Linked DNA regions of Mus musculus: region 1 is linked to region 2. A link is a contact called in public HiChIP or PLAC-seq data. All regions are on one chromosome and are shown on one strand. Each heading gives the region's core, a stretch centred on a gene start, on an enhancer-like site or on the middle of the called end of the contact. The rest is flanking DNA. Distances are from core to core; before and after follow the strand shown. Region 1 overlaps 4921539E11Rik (RIKEN cDNA 4921539E11 gene). Region 2 holds the start of Slc35d1 (solute carrier family 35 (UDP-glucuronic acid/UDP-N-acetylgalactosamine dual transporter), member D1).

Region 1 (4,093 bases), core at 832-3,331, 50 kb after region 2:
ATAGATAGATCATTTGTTCCCTGATGGCTACCTCTGTGACTGCTCCTCATGCCACTCACTCCAGGCCTCTTACACAGAAGTTAAGTATCTGAGTTGATTTATGGTAAAAGCCTGCTGGGGCTATTGGACAGAAATCAGGTCAAGTTAGGAAAGCAATCCTAGGAAATGGGCTACAGTAGATCGTTTGTTACTGACATATCACCATAAACAATGTAAAAGAACACTGTTTTAACTTGACAGGCAAAGCTTAGTGGGTTGAGCAAAAAAAACTAAAGCAGTTGATGAAGCTGTCTCTGACATCAAGGATAGAGGAGAACCTTCTCGTTGACCTGCTCTCCTGTGCCTCCTGGCTCCTTAGCCTTCCTGGCCCTGAGCAGCTTTCCACTTTCTGACTGTTTCTGCTCCTCTGCGTAGCTGGCTGCTGTTATAAATGGGCTCTGACTTACACAGCTTCCCTTGCTGCTCAGACGCTGAGCTAACCACTATATGCCCGGCTGCAGATGCTGTATTTCTTGTGAGGCCAATATGAGTTATTATGAACAATAGGAAAGAATAGGAATCAGATATGGGTCCTTTGTATTCTAGTATGAGAACATATTCATACTTGCTATCATGCATTAGAAGCAGCGCAGCCAGGCACACTGCTCATGCTTTGTTTGTTCTGAGTTAACCTTTCATGTAGATATAGCCCGGGTGATGACTCAGGAAAAATGCAGGACTTGGAAGCCTTAGGTGTATGTAAGCGTCTCCCTACAGAGAGAGCTGATAATGACGGGAAGGTGCAGGGAGCGATAAGAAAAGTACTAACATCATGAATCTCAGGGACAGGCTGGCTCCCCAACCCGAAGCTCAAGACAAAACTTTGAAGTGATTAATAGCCTCTGTCCACGTTCCCTAGACAATACACCAGCAGGAGCCGGCTTGAGGCAGATTCCCTGTGGCTTCCAATATTGCTGACTCTCTACATAAGATGAACTTTCAAGATTCAAGTCCTTGCTCTTTGGTTTCTATGGTGACAGATGTACAGTCTCTGGTGTTCTGGTTAGACATTCCACAACCATTCATTGCCCACTTCTGTGTGTTTGACCAAACATCCTTGATAAAACTTTTCTGAATGTGTTAACTTAGCCAACCACAAGATTCCACCTTCCCCAAAGGAAGGAAGTTATCAGATAACATGTGAAAACCCTAGCTGAGATTCCCTCACTTGCCCACTTAACAATCCTAGCAAGAGTCAGAAAAAGACTTAGTTTACAACTTTGTTTTGTTGCTTAGGTGTGATAACGTCAAAATTTTTGACATTGGAGCATGCTATTTGGGGCAATCTAAGTCCATGTTCTTAAGCCATGGTAACTCATATTTGGGTAAAAATTAAACTGTTTTTTATTTTTTATTTTTTTTTTTGAATGAGAGGTGCGTTTGGTATCAACAGTCCCAAAAGCTTAAAGTGGAAAGTTTTAAAAAGGAGGGAATGATCAATGAGCTGAGTCTAGAGAAGAAGAAAATGGAAATGAAAAATGCTGTTTGGATTTAGCTAGCACCAGGCCTCTGGCAACACTGATCAGTGTATTTTAAGGAGAATTGCGAGGGAGGGAGCCTGATTGGAGTGAGTTGCTATTTAAGCAGGAATGGAGAGAGCAAAGGCCACACGTATAAAGGCCAAGTGCATTTTTAGAAAACTTACAGAGCACAACACAGATGTAAGGCAATATGGGGCAGAGTGTAGGCAGAAGCTTTTGTCAAGGAGGCTGGTGACACCGTAATCGCCTGGTTGAATATGACAGAAAAACAGAAGTAACAGACAATGCTCATATCCTCAGAGCATCTATGAAATGTGGGATCTCCCACCACGGAGTCCTAACATTTCTAATCCTGTAACTATGTTTCTATTAAAGAAATGATTCATAATTGACTCTTATTTTAAAAATTCAAGGGAAGTCTTAGGGTTGAGTTAAAAGGAAAGTTGCCATTTCCTTCCAGATGAAGAAACTAACTTTGTGGTGGATGTATTTCCTCTAGGTGTGACTTGACCATTGGCCATCATGACTCATGTGGTGACACATGGGAAATCTTGACCTCTGTGTGTAAAGAAATAAGGACAATACAATGAGGGGTGTGCCTATGGCAGAAAGCTATTACCGGTCCTTCCTAGGAGAGGGCAGGGTCACTGGGCTCTCTGGTGAGATTCCAGTCACCACTCTCACCCCTCCTCCCATCCCTGTCCCAAGACGTGTGTGGTCTGGGAAAAAGGGGTCCCAGTAAATACAGAAGGTGGGAAGGCTGACAGGGTTAGGGCTCTTCAATAGTGTAGCTGCTGGAAGAGGGGCTTCCTGGGAGTGTCCTGGCAATAGTCACCATACCATGCTCCTATAGGTAGCCTCTCACCCATGTACATCTGTGGAAATAATCCGAGTGAATTTTTGATTCATCAAGCTAGACTTGGATGAAATCTTTCTTCTTGGTCTGTTAGTGCCCTATCTGGCTGGGTTGAGTTGCTATTCCTTCATGTTTCCCCAGGAAAGAAATGAAAAAAACCCTATCAACGTAAAAATATATTCATAAAAATGTATTGTGAGCCAGGTGTGACAGTGTATGTTTGGAGTCTCAGTTACCTGAGAAGATGAGCCAGAGAGATCTCCTGAAGCCACAAGTTCAAGTTCAGTCTGGGCAATAAAGTAAGATTACATCGAAATAGTGTGTGTGTGTGTGTGTGTGTGTGTGTGTGTGTCTGTGTGTCTGTGTGTCTGTGTGTGCGTGTATGTGTGTGTCTCTCTGTGTCTGTGTGTGTGTGTGTATGTATGTGTCTCTGTGTGTGCGTGTGTTTGTGTGTGTCTGTGTCTGAGTGTGTGTGTGTGTGTCTGTATGTGTGTCTCTGTGTGTGTCTGAGTGTGTGTGTTTAGGATGTCTACAGTGAATTATAAAAAATTATTTGTTATGCAAATTATCTCAACAGAAATAAAAATATTGTTAAGATACCAGAAGGAGGGAGTGATTAATTAATAAATCACTACCTAATAGCACTCATTCATAAATAAAAGAAGTAATTATACTACACAGAGCATTACCCATTAATTTACTTTCTTCATAGTTTATCATTGTTCCAAGAATAGGTGGTCTTAGATCTGACTCTTCAAGATCACTTCTGGAGTTGTTAGGCTTATATTTGAAAGACACAGACCTGGAAGAAATGAAAATTGTGCTAAATCAAAATAATCAGAAAATTTACAAAGCAGATTTAAAATACAAATTTGGAGAAATATAAACACTCCTGTTTTGCAGATCGCAGGCAGAAGGCTGAGACTGACTAGAGAAGAAGCCTGAAGTGTTGCTGGTAGTCAGCGGGGTAGTACTGCCAGGGTAGGAACCCATGCACATGGGACGCCAGTGTTCACAAGCTGACCAGAACACACATCATAACTCATGTCTTTAAGATATTTGGGAAAGATTTGAGTGGAAAGTGGTGATGTATGGACTCAGGGACAGTTCATCTAGCAGGGAGGATGACGGCATCTATGTAGTACATGGGCAACTTTATTGTAACTCATTTTTCTAGGTATTGCAACTGTCCCAGCAGGAGCAAAGATAGTCTAAGGAGGGAAACTTGCACTAGAGTCCTTGAAACGATGGACTCAAAACAAAACAAAACAAAACAAAACAAAACGAAACGAAACAAAACAAAACAAAACAAAACCTGAAATTTCTCAAAAAGTCCCACACTGAGCAAAGGAGAGGGCTGAAGTCTAGCACCAGCCAGAGGAAGAACAGGTTTCTGAGAAAGAGACTTCACCCAGTGCTGGTAGATTGTCAGTCCACCTTTGGGGATCTCTGGAGATGAGGCAGAAAGGATGGGCATGACCACACCTTGAGCACGGTTGCTTAGCAATGTACACCTCTTGCCCTCTATTTAAACTGAAACCCCATGTCAGGACCCTGAAAGTGTGTGTGTGTGTGTGTGTGTGTGTGTGTGTGTGTTGGGAAGAATTGACCCTGGACCTAACTGATTTATTTGTTTTCCCACTTAGTGTGGCCACAGCGAGTAACTCTGCTTTCTCAACCTTTTACTGTAATTTCTTTGTATGATGTATTATAGATG
Region 2 (3,564 bases), core at 268-2,767:
AGGATTTTCTATCTTCATCTTCCAGAGACGTTGTCGTCTTGGGTGCCCTGTGGCCTGTTTTCTCTAGCTTTGCTATATGCACTCGGAGACTAGGGTGGGAGCTAGACTGCATTTTTAAATATTCAAGACGCTGATTTTTTTTTCCGCCCTTAAGCCACAGAATGGCTCCTTTTTATAAAATAAAGTATCCCTTCTTTCTCACGTTTGTTTACCTTTCGAGGTACATTTCTGTCGAAGTCAGGAAACTTGACTACTCTGAGTGTCTTTCCCACCCAGAGAACCGCTACCGTGGCCACCATCTGCAAACAGAGAACACACACAGATGCACTGTTCTGCATAGAAAGACACACACAGAACTTCTGACAACACAGACCACGGGATGCCCGAGATTCCAACTAACCTGGCCAAGTCCAACACATAGCGAGGATGGAAATCTACAAAAGGGGTAAAGAAAAGGGGGTTAAAAACGGCCAGAACGTCCTCAGAGCACAGGGAATTCAACTCCCACACTGTCAGCCTTAAAATGCGTTCTGATTCAACCCACAGCGATGCCTGCCCCTCCAATAAAAAACAAAAAATTAAAAAAAAAATCTTAGATTTTGTAGCCTAGGGCGACCACTTGTCTGGTCTTGTCCTGTTTTTTTTTACAATTCCCTTCAGCTTCCTGCAACGGATTTTTCCAGAAAGTTAAGCCGCGGAGACCTCGTCAACGGTTTTAAATCTTTTAAATGACTCTTGAGGGGAAACACAAGACACACACATACAAACTTCTGCCCCGGAGTCTCAGTGACAGCGGCGACGGCGCGTGGGCGTGCGGCCGCGCCGGTCCCGGGGCTGTCAGCCGCGCGGGTCGCTAGTCCCTGGGCACCGGCCTCGTTGTGCCTTCCCCCTTCACCCCCAGCCCTGGCCAGTGCGGCGGGGAGCGTGGCCGAGGGTATCCCCGGGTGGGCTCGAACCCCCGTCCCTGCCCGCCGCGCCGCAGCCGCCGCCCGCCAGCCCGGCCACCTGTAGTTGGTGAGCACGCTCTTGTTGACCACCACGATGAGGAAGGAGCTCACGCCGTAGAAACCGGCGGCCAGCAGCTTCAGGAACACCGTTAGCGTTTCGGCCGGCGCCATCCCCAGCTCCTCCTCATCTCTGTGTGTGGAGGATTTCGCGGGGGCTTCTCCTTTAACCGGAGCATGCTGACGTCTGTGGACTTCCGCCATGGCGGCGGTGGCGCCGGCGGCGGTGGCGGTGGCTGCCGCAACGGGCCTGCGAGCGAGCGGGGCGGCGGAGCGGCGCGGCGGCGGGGGTCTGGGCCTGGCGGTGCGGAGCGCGGTGCCGAGCGGGCTTGGCGGTGCGGGGCGCGGAGGAGCGCGGGCCTGGCGTGGCGGGACCCCGGCTGCGGGAGCGGGCCTGGCGGTGCGGGGCGCGGGCCCTGAGCTCCGGGGCTCCGCGATTGCGGGCCTAGCGTGGCGGCGGAGGCTCGGGAAGGACCCGGCGGCTCGCGGCAGGGCTTCGCGGGTTGTGCTGCCCACAGCTCCCCGCACTGCCGCCGCCCGTCCCCGCCCAGGGGTTGGGACACTGGGGTTCACACCCTCGGGGACTTTGCCCTGGCATGGTGCCTCGCGGGGTCAGGGAAGGGCCGGGGCTGGCTCGGCGGGGCTGGGGACCCGGCATGGGCTCCGGGAGCAGCCGGGACACTGCTGGGGGACCACTGAGCCGGGCTGGCGAGCACAGAGTTGCGCCTGCGCACGAAGGCGCGCTGGGTCCCCCTGCGGGGAGCATGGGGGTTTTGCGGGAGCTGGGCTGCAGGCCTAGAAGTACCTCCCTCCTTTCTAACGTGTGGCTGGCAGAGAAGTGATGCCCCTGTTGCATCCTCAGTTATCCCGAAAGCTCTTTTTTTGGCCTCACTTGCCGAGGGGTCAAAGGTCACACAAAGTATCAAACATGATTCAACAGTAAACAAAGATTTCATTCTGCAAAGTGAGACCTCTCATGCTTCTGAAATTCTTTTTGTTGTTTTTTGCTTGTTTGTTTTAGCTGGTATATCCAGAAAAGGCAAGGATGAGGAAAGTGTTGCAATAAGCCGCTCCTGGAATAGTAAAAAGTGCAAGGTGTTTGGAGCCTAAAGCTTTGTTCCGGTTTTAGGACTGTTTGAAACATTCCCTGTGCTCTTAGGCAGATTCGATGGTCTCTGCACCTTCATCTCACGACCTCTGTTGTGTAAAGCCAGTTCTGTTTTCTTGACACAGTGCAGTCACACAAGCAAAGAATACCTGTTGAAGCAAGGACGTTACATTCCTACTTTTAGAAAGTTTTGAATTATTCCCCCAAACTTCCCATCTTCTTAAGTGTCTTTTTTTTTTTTTTTAAACTGTGGTAAAAATATCAGTTTATTGTTTTAATCCTTGGATGTGCAACTCTCACCAGGCACCCTCCCCAAAACATTCACCGTGTCAGATGGAAACTCTTGTGGGAACGAAGCAATCATTTCCTGTTCTCTACTCCCCTCCTCAAAACCAAGTAACCTGTGTTGTGCTGTCAATCTCTGTGAATCTGACTATTCTGTATATCACACAGATGAGCAATCGCACAGTATTTACCCATCCGTGACTGGCTTAGGCCAGTTACACAATGTGTTCAAGGTACATGCACCCTGTACCGTGTCTCAGAACTGGAATTCCTGGCAGCCAGCATGGCATCCTTGACTGTTGGTAACCTCCTTTGCCCGCACCTCCAGATGCCTGGCTTTTCCCCTTTCCTGAGTTGTAGCTAAATCAACAACAAGGCTCACATCTCTCTTTCTTCACTTCCATTTCACAATGCCCCTCCCTCATCTCTTCTTGAATTATTACTTTTCCTTCTATATTGGGCAAAACGGTGCCTGTTTTCTGGGGAGCCTGTCTCCAGAGATCCCCTTCATGCCTTATAAAAAGTGACCTCTCCCTCTGTGCCCTTCCCATCCCGTGCACTGCTTTTAGAGAATGTCTTACTCTGTCCGTGCTACCATTACATATTGCCCGTGACTGGACCATTTATAGAGAACAAACATTCTGGATGGTTTTGGAGAATAAGAAATGCAAAATCAAAAAGCACCGCCCCATCGGGTGTCTCTGTTAAGGCCTAAGCCCTCTGATTCTAAGATGGTGCCTTGATCACTGGTCCTGGAGAGGTGAAAACCACTGTCCATGGACAGCATGGGCCTTATGGACAGCCGAAGAGACAGAAGGACAAAGGAGGGCAAGTGCTAACTGAAGGCTGGTGTCTGCAGCATGAGCTCTGTGCTAAAGGCCTGTCTTCCTGATTCAGTCACATTGACGGTTGTTCCCATGTATCCAAGTTACCCAAAATGGAAATAAATGTAAAATTATGGGGCTAGGAAACAATGTTTTTCTCTGCCTAAAACCATATTTACAAAAATTAACAGATACTTAGTAAGGCCCGTCACAGGCCAAGGTCTACCTACCATGGGTTCTCTCACTCCTGATAATGACTGGGCTACAATGGGCCTCTGTAAAAGGCTGTGGAATCCGGTGATCAAAGATTGTCACTTGGTGCCTACAGAGGTACATGTCTCCC

The links. HiChIP or PLAC-seq counts read pairs in DNA pulled down with a chosen protein or histone mark.
Region 1: a contact with region 2 is called in an HNF4G HiChIP or PLAC-seq map of pancreatic cancer cells. The contact joins the enhancer-like site here to the promoter of Slc35d1 in region 2. A contact is called at or near these places in 4 of 39 promoter capture datasets (embryonic stem cells, liver and macrophages), 7 of 484 Hi-C or Micro-C datasets (the G1E-ER4 cell line, liver, pancreatic cancer cells and 1 more), 2 of 115 datasets of contacts at active chromatin or transcription factors (embryonic stem cells and pancreatic cancer cells) and 2 of 9 other capture datasets (adipose tissue and pancreatic islet).

The regions. Positions count from the first base shown.
Region 1 is chr4:103,263,275-103,267,367 of GRCm38.p6, forward strand. 4921539E11Rik (RIKEN cDNA 4921539E11 gene) reads right to left here. Exons shown (of 9, transcript NM_027612.1): 4 at 3,066-3,178. Among named protein-coding and RNA genes, the nearest start is that of 4921539E11Rik, 26 kb to the right of the region's middle. Within about 2 kb of position 2,082, at least 26 of the 459 cell types and tissues checked have an H3K27ac peak or open chromatin away from gene starts, as enhancers often do. A contact at or near this core is called in pancreatic cancer cells and trophoblast stem cells, where this site is marked.
Region 2 is chr4:103,213,659-103,217,222 of GRCm38.p6, forward strand. It overlaps Slc35d1 (solute carrier family 35 (UDP-glucuronic acid/UDP-N-acetylgalactosamine dual transporter), member D1), which reads right to left and starts at 1,518. Exons shown (of 12, transcript NM_001356276.1): 1 at 1,006-1,518; 2 at 401-434; 3 at 213-299. The coding sequence starts at 1,208. It overlaps Gm46864 (a long non-coding RNA gene), which reads left to right and starts at 1,285. Exons shown (of 3, transcript XR_001784379.1): 1 at 1,285-1,339.